Regions from separate parts of the Pan troglodytes genome. Here region 2 is linked to region 1. The links are chromatin contacts, called in public Hi-C maps. All regions are on one chromosome and are shown on one strand. The core of a region is the stretch at or near the end of the contact, and the rest is flanking DNA. Distances in the headings are between cores, read along the strand shown.

Evidence for each region. Hi-C and Micro-C count contacts between places; a contact is called where the count stands out from the background.
Region 2: a contact with region 1 is called in a Hi-C map of stem cell-derived neural progenitor cells, with 6 times the contacts expected there. The contact joins the promoter of TSC22D2 here to the enhancer-like site in region 1. A contact is called at or near these places in 1 of 7 Hi-C or Micro-C datasets (stem cell-derived neural progenitor cells) and 1 of 1 datasets of contacts at active chromatin or transcription factors (stem cell-derived excitatory neurons).

Annotation. Positions count from the first base shown.
Region 1 is chr2:153,419,685-153,426,224 of NHGRI_mPanTro3-v2.0_pri, reverse strand. The region is part of intron 2 of LOC107970806 (a long non-coding RNA gene); the gene reads right to left. Among named protein-coding and RNA genes, the nearest start is that of TSC22D2, 180 kb to the left of the region's middle. Within about 2 kb of position 2,329, at least 6 of the 24 cell types and tissues checked have an H3K27ac peak or open chromatin away from gene starts, as enhancers often do. A contact at or near this core is called in stem cell-derived neural progenitor cells, where this site is marked.
Region 2 is chr2:153,601,357-153,607,896 of NHGRI_mPanTro3-v2.0_pri, reverse strand. TSC22D2 (TSC22 domain family member 2) reads right to left here and starts at 4,118. Exons shown (of 4, transcript XR_001713728.4): 1 at 1,045-4,118.

The sequences.
Region 1 (6,540 bases), core at 1,080-3,579:
ATTTTATTCTTTTATTTATTTATTTATTTATTTTGAGACACAGTCTTGTTCTGTCACCCATACTGGAGTGCAGTGGCACAATCTTGGCTCACTGCAACCTTTGCCTCCAGGGTCAAGCAATTCTCCTGCCTCGGCCTCCTGAGTAGCTGGGATTACAGGTGTGAGCCATTGCACCCAGCCAGAATTTTTTTCTTTTTATGGCCGAATAGTATTCCATAACAGTATTCCTGTTATCAAAAAGCTGTTATCTTTTTGATAACAGCTATTTTAACTGAAGTGAAACGATATCCCGTTGTGGTTTTGATTTGCATTTTCCTGATGATTAGTGATGTTGAGCATTTTTTTCATATACTTGTTTGCCATTTGTATTTTTTTTTTGAGAAGTATCTATTCGGATGATTCACTCATTTTTAAAATAATATATATATCTTTGCTATTAAGTTGTTTGAGCTCCTTATATATTCTGGTTATTAACCCCTTGTCAAATGAATAGTTTGCAAATATTTTCTCTCATTCTATAGGTTGTGTCTTCACTCCATTGGTTGTTTTCTTGCTCTGCAAAAGCTTTTAGCTTGATGTAATCCCATTTGTCTATTTTTGCTTTGGTTGCTTCTGCTTTGAGATCTTACCCAAGAAAATCTTTGGCCAGAACAATGTCCTGTAGAGTTTCCCCAGTGTTTTCTTCTAGCAGTTTCATAGTTTCAAGTCTTACATTTAAGTCTTTAATCCATTTTGATTTGAATTTTGTCTGTTGAGAGATCGAGGTCTAGTTTCATTTTTTGGCATATGGATCTCCGGTTTTCCCAGCACCATTTATTGAAGCAGGTGTTCTTTCCCCAGTAAATGTTTGGTGCCTTGTTGAAAGTCAGTTAGCTGAAAATATGTGAATTTATTCCTGGGTTCTCTATTCTGTTCCAGCGGTCTGCGTGTCTGTCTTCATGCCAGTACTATGCTGTTTTGGTTTTGTAGTATGTTTTAAATTCAGGTAGTGTGATGCCTTTAGCAAGGTCCATAGATTTTAATTAGTGCCTTTTAAGTCTCTGAATTTATAGATTATTTCCCTCATTTGTTGAAGAATTCTGGTTATTTTCCCTATGGAGTTTCCCACAGGCTGGACTTTCTGATTATACTCATGGTGTCATTTAACATGTTTCCATGCCCTGTGTATTTCTTGCATACTTTTAGTTAGATCTAAGGCTTGATCAGACTCAGGGCTGATGTCTTGACAAGAATACTTGAAAGATTGTGTTGTACATTTCCAACAAGTCCACATAGTTCTGGCTGTCTCTTTGTGAAGTTAGCAGCCATTCGTGATTGTGTTGTTGTGGATCCACTCAAGAAACAGAAGCCATTCGTTAATTCAAATACTGGAAGTTTCATAAAAAGAACGATTAAGATAAGTGATACGATTTAGCTGTGTCCCCACCCAAAATCTCGTCTTGAATTGTAATCCCCATAATCTCCACGTGTCAAGGCAGTGACCAAGTGGAGGTAATTGGATCATAGGGGTGGTTTCCCCCATGCTGTTCTTGTGATAGTAAGTAGGTTATCTTGAGATCTGATGGTTTTATAAGCGTCTGGCATCTCCCCTGCTTGCACTCACTCTGTACTGTCACCCCATGAAGAAGGTGCCTGCTTCTCTTTTGCCTTCCACTGTGATTGTAAGCATCCTGAGGCCTCCCCAGCAATGCGGAACTGTGAGTCAATTAAACCTCTTTCATTTATAAATTACCCAGTCTCAGGTATGTCTTTATTAGCAGTGTGAGAATGAACTAATACCATAAGATAAGAGAGTACCTATGAAGACATAAAGAGACTTCTGAAGAGTACCCTATGTCTAGGGGAGAGTACTCAAGGAAAAGCAAAACTGGAAGGGGTGGGCTCTTCCCCAAGGCTGCGATTCCAACATTATTGGAGCAGGCAAGCGTGTGGCCTACTAGATAGCAGTTAAGTTCACTGGGCTGTCCAGCCAGAGCCGGTCCACAGCCTCCAGGCCAGCAGGAAAGAAACCAATGAGTGCAGGTGCGTTAAGTCTGGGAGGTGAGGCCTCATGTGTGCAATGGGTGGAGGGTCTGGTGTGCAATGCTCATGTTGGGTGGGCCCAGGGAAACAACATCCTGGGGTGCAGGCCAGCTGATGCTGGAAAGCAGTGCCCAGGAAGAGTTGAGACTCCACTGCAGATGTTAATCCACATCCCAAGGACTGAGGTGAGGTTCACTGGGCCGAGTCTGGGGCTCTGAGGTCACTGAGGGACTGTACATTCTGGGTATGTGGCTGGGGCAGAGCACCACTGGGTAACTCACACACGCACTGTTGACAGACCATGCAGCTGGAGCAACAAAAAACAAAGGTCAGTACCCTGGAACCAGGAAGAAAAGCCCCACTTCTCCTACAGTGTCCCTCCAGCGCCCTCTACCGACAAAGCTTCACATCGATCTCACTGTAAAGGGGAAATGCTTGAAGAGTCCATTCCATTACCCCAGAGCAGTTACTGAAGGGTGGATGTGGGGCTGAGAGGCAATAAATTAACAACTGGCATAATGATCAGTGGCTAGGTTCATTATTCATTAGGGGTTGCAAAATGGTGATAATCTAATTCTATCCATCTTCCTACATTAGGTTGGAAGGCTTCTAGTGGGAGAAACTTCCCACATCCCCTCTTTGGTGAGGCCCCAAGGCAAAATGTGCACAAAAACCTGGCTCCCACCCCACTGCCACCACTTTCCCTCTTCTTACCTAGTGTAGATCCTTAGGGTCTTAGTAATTTTTAAATTCACCTTATCTTTAATTCCAGGTCTGATCTGAACTCTACTTCTGGCCTCTTGGCATCTCCTTTTCGCTCTGGTCCAATGCCTAACTTCAGGTCGAAACTATTTTCTTACCACCTCCTGAATCTTGACTCTGCCCGTAAATTCCCTGAAGAGAATGTATGGGAAGTGGAACTTCTCATTTACATCTCCTGTAATCCTCGCAAACACCTTATGAGATGGGTGTTATTGTCTGGGTTTTACAGATGGGGAACCCAACTAAGGCTTAGAGAGGTGAAGCAAGGAATGAAGAGCTGGGGTTAGAGCCTGAGGCTGCTCACCTCTGAATTGTGAGAGTTGGAGGCCCAGAAGGACATGCTGCCTTCCGCAGATTCCTCTTCAGGTAACATCAAACTCACATGCCTCCTGGATTCTCACCAGTTCTCTGTTTTTTCCTGAATTTCCAGGTCATTAGAAGTGTTCTTCACATTGTCTCCTGCTAGCTTCACCATTGAAAACTCCCCATCTCTCTTACAGGATCACTTCCTCCAGTATCCAATCCAGGTCTTTATTTTCAGGCCTGGATTTCTTCTGAAACAGTTGCCTAATACTATTTAACTGCATTTACTTCCCCACAACTTAATTGCATTTTATTTTCTCTTGTCTCAGATTACTGGGACAGACACGTAAATCCTCTCTAGTTCTGAAGATACTGTTTTTACCTCCTCCATCATCCACTCTCCTGCACTCTCCCTACACAGAGAAGGGAATGAGAATAGAGGTGAGAACTTCTCTTCCCAGAGGTAGGTATGCTACTGGGGGTGGGGGTGGGGGTGGGGGATGGGGTGTAAAGAAGGAAATAAACAACTGCCAGACCTGGCACTGACATTGAAACTCTCTTCATTCTCCACTTCAGAAAACCATGACCCAGCTATGAGGTCCCTATCATTCCAGCTATGTAGAGACAGCTAAAAATCATGGTGAAACCTCCGCTCTCCTTTCTTTCTTCTCCAGTTCATCCTTCCTCATTCAACAACTCACCTGCTACTTTTCCTTTTCTCTAGAGTCATCCCCTCCACCCCACAGTTATGGCTCCCACCTCCTGATCATCCTGAGCCCCTTCCCCTCCATTCCTTCCTCTTGGTCCGTGGCCCCTCTCTTCCTCTTTCCTTCCTCTTACCCAAGCTTCACTGGCAAAATCAAACAACATAACAAAAGAATGGGGAATAAGCAAACAGCTGCCTACCCTTGCTTGGAAGCCTTGGGAAGCAGCTTCCTTCACCTCCATTGATTCTGAGTCTCTGCGCTTCGGAGTGTTTGGCCCTCGTTCAAGGCTACGGTGGCCATGGACTCATTGTGTTGAGATGAAGGTAAATCCAGGCAGTTTCTTTTTTTAGATGCAATTGTGTTTCTGGAAAAGGCTGCACATCACATAATAGGAAATCCTGAGAGGGTGAAGACTGTTTCCTGCCAGTTGAAGCATTGTTGTCTTTGGCTGTTCTGACAATAGCAGAAACCTTCGAGTAAGGTGGAGGGGCCGGGAGGGAAGAGCTGGCTGCGTTGGGGTAGATGAAGAGTGAACTGCGGAGTCGGGGAAAGTGGAGATTGCCAGGGACAGTGATATAAACTAAGTGAAAGCAAATAAGTTGTAGAACCCTGCCAAAGGATGAAACCAGCCAAGAAAAAAAAAAAAGAAAAAAAAGAACTCTGATTACTTCGAAAAAATATCTGTCAAAATGCTCTCAGCTAGGGGAAGACATTGTCAGGTTATTATGGGCTTTTTTTTTTTTTAATATAAAAAATGGTCCATGAAACAAGTAGGTATCTAATGGATCCTGCTCGGGGATGGTAATGATGACAGTCAGTGATGACGACAATGATGGGGATAGTGATAACTAAATTGGAGACAGTCACAGCTTCATTCATTTAAAATAGAAATGCTCTCTGCTGTAGAATCTTTAGACCTAAAAAAATAGAGGCTCTTTGGGGATCTATGGATAGTTCTGGAGCAGGGGCTTCTCATCTTTTAAGTGCATATGAATTTCCTGGGATCTTGTTAAAATGCAGGTTCTGATTCATACCCTGGGATGAGCCCGAGATTCTGCATTTCTGACCAACTCCCAAGTGAGTTCTGCTGGTCGTTTAATAGATCCATCCTCTTTCTACACTCGGGACTAAAGCCGCTTTTTCCTACTTCAGGTGCAATGACTTCATGTTGGGGACTTGAAATTGGCCAGTGCTATATGTGAAAATCAGGGCTTTTTTCTCCCCCTACTTTTTTTTTTTTTTCCTCTTTCTTTTTGGAGAGCTGGTTTACCAGCATACTTTTGGAGTGGGAGAATGACCACTGTGTGGTCCATGGACCCATGAGGCCCATTTTGAGACTGATGTGGGCCGTTTATCACAAGGTTCTGTATGTTCCACTCTAACAGGGGGCCATGGTGGTGCTTGGGTCAACTGTCATTCGTGTCCACTCAGATCCTATGTCTAATAGTCCTTGAAAGATCTAGGGGTTCTCCTTTCTCCAGTGTAGAATTACTCAGGTAAATGGCTAAGGGAGTCTCTGGGGAGGATTGGGGGAAGAGCTACCACAGATATTTGGTGTGGTTTGTGCAGCATCCTTCCTCAAAGGGAGCCGGCCTCCCCTTCAATCAATGAGTCCTGGATCTTAGAGCTGACTCACATGCAGAAACTGGGTGAGGGATTGTGATTTTTATTATAGCAGCTGACACCAGCCTTCTGCCCACTTGCTCTTGATCTTTTCAGTGACATAAGTCAAGCCAGGCCCTCACTGGCTGCCCGTGATCTCACCTGCAGACACACCACGGTCTATCAGCCACCCCGAGGGGTCCCCGCAGGTCAAGGCTCAGGGTTGTCTTTCTGCTGTGCTTCTCATTATGACAATTACTTCCACCTTGCCTCTGATGGTTCAGTGCCTCCACCTGGACTTTGGTATTCCAGCGTGGTATGATTCCCATTGACTATGAAGCCCAATTCTAAGGCAGCATCTCCTGCAAAAGAACCACTGCAGAGCTTCTCAGGGACACTGATGCCTCCCTAACTAGTGGACGCCTCATTACTGTAGTAAAGGGAGAATTCTCTTTGCTTTTTACCAGGATATTAATCCTCAGTCACTAAACTCTTCCTTATCCAGCCTTATTTTCTGTCCCTGCCAACCCTGACTCAACACTGTCAAGATCCATTCCCATTCATGTTCTCCCAGTCCCTGCCAGTATTTATTACCCAGGTCCTGTGGCTTTCCTCCCTTGCAGGGATGCTGCTTCCCTGCCTGAACCTTACTGAGACTTGACCATAATTGATCTACAGCAAAGGGGAGAGGCAGGAGCAGATCTTCAGGACAGCAAACATTGTCTGGGAAGGTACCTGACTCAGGGGAGGTCTTTGTCTAATCATCTCCTCTAGCAATTAAGAGGGGCTAACTTCTGCCAGTCCAGTGGTTCCTGGGAATCTGGGGGTTCATGTTCTCAGGAACATCACCCCAGGCTCCCCATCTTGGGTATCAGGGCCCTATATCTTTCTTATCAGGGACCTCACTTCCCATAGGAGATACACCAGGGCTGTGAATTCAACTTCCTTTGTTACTAGAACACTCTGAAAAAGAGGGCCTGAACCTGTTTTTTTTTCCTGATCTGCCTTCCAGCTGCAGGAGATGAAGGTTTTTAAAATGCTTCCCTGGAAGCCTTCTGGCATCCACACTATGTTCTAAGTTGATGGTTGGCTGATCTGAACCTGTCATTTTCTTCTTTCGCGGTTCCAATTACAGCTAAAGACA
Region 2 (6,540 bases), core at 2,869-5,368, 180 kb before region 1:
CCTCTCGCTAAACAAAAACCCCAGCAAAGAAATGTCTAACTGTGAAATTCCTGAAACTTTTTCTATAATTTTTAAATATAATTTTAAAACATTGCAACAAGTCAGCTTTTAAAATTTTGCAATATGTATGTCAAATTTACATGTGACATCTCCTCAAAACCACAAAAATCCTCACTAAACCATAACCAAACATCAGCTGTTGTGGCACTGGTGTAGCAATACACCAATTCTTATTTAGGCCATTAAAAAAAGCATCCCTAAATACAGGGAGCCAATTATTAACATTTACACTTTTATTATAAAATTACTCTTAATTTTAAGAACTGTAGCTTTCACTACACTTAAAGGATCGATCTCAACCTCCCTTTCCTATAGTAAATAGACTGATGGAAGGTAAGAATATCTTTCCAGTACATTTTTTGCTTAACAACAAAAAAATAGTATCTTAGAGAAGTCCCTGGGAAGACTCGTGACCTTGTACCTCCTTTAATCAAAAGGCTGAACTAAGTATGATCTTCAAAGCCGGATTTGACATTTCACCATTCTGTCTCCAGCCTTTCCAGATACACTGGAGAAGATTCCTTACATGGATTTTTTTTTTCACTAGAGGACCTTCTGGTTTTCCAGAAAGGAAAACTTGTAGGTAATATTATGTCTCAGCCTCAAAACTCACACTGACAAATCTCTCTGCCTTACGTGTTCAAGTGTGATTGATATGTAAGAAAAGGACAATTCTATGGGAGCATAACACACTAGCTACCACCATTAAATGGTAAGCATTAAGCTTAAATTCACCTTTTTTTGAGTAAACAATGTTGCATCCCTACCCATTTTAGTGCTTTTAAACACCTGTGACAAGACCAATTCGCTCATTACACCCTTTGACATCAGCATCAGCAATCTAAATCAATTTTACCAAACACTAAATTTTGTATTTAAAAATGCTAAGGGCCTCCGTTGACAACAAATCTCCCAAAGTTGCATCCTAAGCTACAATGTTGGCCAAGCATTTCTATCAAATATTTAAAATAGAGATTTCCATACCTGTCTTCATCACCATCAACAGGAATAGCTATGCTGAATACAGAGGTGGCCAGACTGTTCATAGGTGTTAACTGAAGGGGGTTTGCCAGGGAATCTGCAACAGGCGGCTTCACAACAGGCTTATTTTCAGCAATGAGAGAAAGTGGTGGTTGAGGTAGGGGTTCTGATTTTCTTCTAGTATCGTCGACTTGCCCGACTAAAGGCTGGGTCTGAGTTTGAAACTGGCTTAGGTCAGACTGTGGTAGACTTGTTGGTGCGCTGTGTGTGCCTGGCGCTAAGGGCAGCCCAACATGCTGGATTATGCTGCTGCTCCTGCTGACTGGCGTATGGCTGCTCAGCTGTTGCGACTGGGCCAGAGGCGCGGGTACATTTGGCATAGTAACAGAAGTGGTAGACACACTAGGCACGCTTGGAGCGGGCACGGCTGCAGGCACGTTTGGAACTCCGGGCACCACGGCGTGAGGGCCACCAGGTACGGCTGACAGCGGACCACTGCCACCCATCTGCGGCGGAGGCACGGACTGGGGCTGCCCAGCCCCCGCAGGACCCAGGCACGGCTGCACCACGCCTCCCACAGTAGCCGGGGGCACTCCAGTCGGCTGACAAGGCGCGACCTGCCCGCCTTGCGCTGGTCCCGTCCGGGGGGCCATGGCTTCGCTGGGCTGGGAAGACGCGCCCATGAGCTGCGCGCCCACCGAGGAAGCATTCTGGCCGGTGCCCACGGGAAGGGTGGCCGCCGTGGCGGGGCTCGCTGCGGCGCCGGTGGACGAGGGCTGCGCGGGGCTTGGCGGCTGCAGGCCGGCCACGTGCTGCTGCAGGTACTCACTCTGGCCGGAGGGCTGGACGGGCAGCAAATGTCCGGGCGGTATCTGAGGCTGAGGATACGCGAACTGCTGGGGCTGCTGCGCCGCGGAGGCGCCCACTGCAGGGCCCGGCTGCGGAGGCAGGGACATAGCCGGCTGCGCCAGGGTTACATTCGTCGGCGGCAGAGTCTGTCCCCCGGGCCCCGCTCCCTGGGGCTGGCTGGGCTGCGCGGCTGCCATCATTGGCTGCGGCCCGGTCGCGGCTCCCGGGAACGGCGGCAGCGGAGCCGAGCTTTGAGCCACAGCCCCACCTACGGGTGGCGGCGGCGGCTGTGGCTGCCCAACGCTAAAACTCTGCGGCTGGGCCGGAGTGGGCTGGCTCATTTTCTCCGACGGGGGTAGCTGTGACACAGCAGTCAAGGAGCTGTCAGTTCCCGACTCGGGCCCGTGCGCCCCCTGCATGGAGGCCACTACTACCACCACCGACCCTCCGGTGGCGCCCAGGCCGCTGTCCCGCTCCGCAGTCTGGTCAAAAGTACTGCTGTGTCTAATGCAATCCCCGGATCTAGTCAGGACGCTGCTGTCTGAATCCCTCTCATAGTATTCCATACACGTCCATCGGCCGCGTCTATAGGGCTCTCCGCTCCCGTGGTCCAGCTTGATCACGCGAAAACGGGAACTACATGTGGTGGGAGGCTGAGATGGGGCTGCAGTCACTGGCCCGGCGGATGAGCCCGCCAGCTGGGGGCCGCCGGGTGCTCCGGTGGCGGGGGCCGAAGTGGCGGCCGCCGCCAGGGTACTGGCGAGCGCCCCAGACACGCTCCGGGCCGAAACGACTCCTCCTCCGTTGGCGGGAGCAGCAGCCGCCGCTGCCAGCTGCCCATCTAGGAGGAGGTTTGGGGAGACGGTCCCGGGAGTCTCCGCATCCCCAACATTGTTAAGCGTCTCTTCCGAAGAGCTGCGCTCGCAGACCTCCTCAGGGCCATAATCCGTGGCCCGAGAGACGTCGAAAATCTCGGAGGAGACGTCCTCTGTGCGTGACTCGTCCGGGTCGTCCAAGCTCTCGGTGTCCTCGGTGATGCTAGTGGCCACCTGGGCCGTGGTGACACTGGTGATCTGGAAGCAGCTCTTCTTCTTGGCCGGCATCTTGGACATGGTGAAGAAGGCTGGAGGGCAGAGAGGCACGCCGGCTCCTCTGGGTCCTGTCGGAAACCGGGGAGGGCAGTGCACGGGCCCCCAAAGACAAAGTCCGAGTCTGCGCTGGGGTCTGAGGCCCGTCGCTGTTAAGAGTCACGGGCTGATCCAGGCGCTGGCCGCCCGGTGAGACATCCTCCTCCTCGTTTCCTTCTCCGTGTCGGTCTCTTCGGCTCTGCCCCCGTCTCAGTCCCGCGGCGGCTCCTCCTTCCTTTTTAGCTCTCGCAGCCGCGGCGCCTCAATTCAATTCCCTCAGAGGCGGCGAGAGCGCGAACCCAGGGGCGGGTCGGCTGCTTCCTCTCTCGTCTCCGGGCAGCCGTGGTCAGTCCAGCTCGGCGCTCGGCGCGGTCAGCAGGCCTTGGCTGGGGGTGGGAGTGGGAGGGCGAAGAGGAGGAGGAGGAGGAGGAGGAGGAGGAGGAGGAGGAGGAGGAGGAGGAGGAGGAGGAGGAGGCGGTGGCGGTGGCGGCGGCGGCGGCGGCGTGAGGGGCGGTGCTGCCCCGCTCGGGCTCCTCAGGCCGGTGCCGGCGTCAGCGCTGGGCTCTCTGACTGAGGGAAGGAGCGGCGAGTCCGGAGTCGGAGATGCCTAATTCAGCCGGGAGCCGCGGGCCGGAGCTGGCTGAAGGGCCGCGGGCGGGCGGTGGGGCTGTGGCGCGGGCAGGCGGCCCTCCCTCCCCGGCTCTAGCCGGAGCTCAGCCCCAGGGACATGTCGACTGCCTCAGGCGGAAACCCGCTCTGGGGGAGGGGAAAGCCGGCTCGGTCCTCCCCTTACAGGGGGAACCACCCCTGCGGGCGGGCGGCGACGGCGGTCTCGGCCTCCCCTCGCGGCTTCTCTCAGAGAGGGGCGGCGGCGGCAGACCGCTGGCACGGGACCGGAGGCGCCCCGGCTGTGTGAGGTAGCGGTGGTGGCTTCTTCAGCTCCTCCTCGGTGCGCCCAATTCCTAAACCCCGAAGAAACTGAAATTCAAACTGCTGAAGAGGCGGCTGCAGCTCCCTCCGCTGGGCCAAGATGGGGCTGAAATGGCCGCGCCAGGGATGCTGGGAGGAGCAGCAGCCCCGCTGCCGCCGCCGCTGCCGACTAAAATGCCGCCGCTGCCGCAACCACCGCCAGCGCCGCAGCCGCCGCCGTTCCGTGACGCACCGGCGTCGTGACGTCACCGCTCCGCCCCCTCCGGTTTCCTGCAGTTTCGCGTGGAACCTGGGGTGGGGGGCAATGGGCGGGGCTAAAGGTTAAAAAAGGGAGCGGTTTCTTTATTTAAAATTTTTTAAATTTAAATTTTGTGTTGTAGGTTCTTTAAGCATTGACGAGCTAAAGACCATTTTAAATTCTAAGCCTAGGGAAGCTTACAATGGAACTAATCAGATGTTTTTATGTCGGTTTGTTCCGAGACAGTGGAAGACTGGAGGTCATGTGCTTGTGTCTAATGTTTAGCAAAATCTTAGTGAAACGAGGGCGATAGGAATGGGGGCTGGGGAAGACTTAGATGGGATAAAAAGAGGTGCGGCTGGAAGAACTAAATCACTTTAAAACTTCTGAAAATAAATGTTGACCATTGTAGTCAGAGGAGTAAAATGTTCAGAGAAATGGGGATGATTAAACAAGAACGACAAGCCAGATTGAGTCAGAAAATTATCTTCCTGCCAGAAATTCTGTCTCCAACAACGGCATCAGGGGGTGGTTACTTGCCCAGGGTGTAGTCGGTTTTTAAAAAGCTTAAGGGTTACCAACATATTCCTAAATTTCCTGAATTTGCTGTGATTCCAGGATTCATTTAAACTCTTGAGACTGTTTTACTTTCGGCACGAAATCAGCTCATGGGCTTTATAAATGTAGAACCTACTGCATTATAGTTCTTCTTTTTGTTTATTCTAAAACTGTTAGTAGCAGCCAGCGTATTATATGATTTGGATTGGGCCATGAACAACCGTAACGAGTGATAAAGCACCCTTTCCTGTTCCAATGCAAAGAACAACTATGAAAAGAAAGTACTGGCAAATTTATCATCTGGTAGTTAGTTCCTGGCCAAAGAAAATGGTAAGGCCATTCTTTTAAGCAGTTAAAAAAAATGGGGATGGGCTCTTAAACTTTGGCATACTAAGGCCATTCTTTTAAGCAGTTTAAAAAAATGGGGATGGGCTCCTAAACTTTGACATACTAAAGCAGTCGTCGTTTAGGTAAAATCTAAGTCTTAATGGAAATCGTGATTTCATATCTACTGCAGCGTTAGCAATCACATAATGATAACTTAAATCAGTAAATCGTTGAACTCGGTTCTCTAATCTTTGAAGAATAGAAATACTTTTTATCCCAAAAGATGTTTTGAGAATTAAATTTGCAGAGAATTTTTTAGGTCTTTAGTTGTAATTTATAGAGCTAGATCTTTTAACTTTAGTGGAAACCATGCACTCCAAACCCAAGTGACTGGAGTCAGAATGTGAAATAAGACGACATAAAATCCCTATTTCTTAAGGGGGTGGGCGAAAGTAATGGAACAAAATGTAACGTTATGCTATTGTGGCAGAGATAGCTAATGGAATGTTTCATTTCTAAGTCTGTAATTTCAGTAATTGTTAGAGGCAGTTTTCCATCAATAAGTTAGATCAAATGGTTAAACCCAATATGAATTTATAAAAGCTTAATTTAATTTTGGATTGATTTACCAGATGTTTAAGGTGGTTATAATGGGTAGTGTTGATGGTGGTGCTTTTGGAAAAATGAGTATTATATGCCTGCTCATCCCTTTACATTATCTTATCATATAAACTTCTTGATTACTCGTTATGATACTCTTAAATGGTACATTTAGAGGAAAAATCTTAAAGTAATCTGTAAGACCATTTCTCCTTAAAATGATATATTATGAGATGAAAGGAAAGATAAAGATAATTTAGAAGAGATCCAGAAGTGGACTAAATTTCTGGTGAGGAGGGGGCTAAAGATGTTAAAAGACATCTTAGGAAAAGCATATGATTTATAACTTTTAAAAGTGTCATTTAGATGGTTAAGGATTTGTGTTTAATAGTTCTCTTGAAAATATTGTTTTCCAAAAGTTTAAAAGCCCTAGATACTTTTATACATTTGCCCTTAAAAATGTACAGAATTTATTACATCAAACTGCTGCAAAGAAATAAGAATTCTGATTTTTGCAAGTAAGTTGGAAATCAATGTAGAGGACAAAAAGTGGCATAGCTATATCTAAACAAAAAAGTATGTAATTCAAAAGTTGGTCCACAAAGAATCGAAAGCCTTTCAATAACTAATTTAAATGATAGAAAGCAGTATGTATATGCAAGTACATATGCTCCCTGTATAGAGAGTGGTTAGTAAGTAAGATGGTAGCCTAACTCACTGGAATAAAGAGATCCTTGGAGTCCCAAACCTCAAGACTAGGAGTCTTAATGCAGTTACCAGGCTGCATGCCTGTACCCAGAGACCATACTAGAGGCTGTGGGAATCCTCGATTACTGCTCTTAGAGCCCCCAACTTGACTGTTTCTTCTGT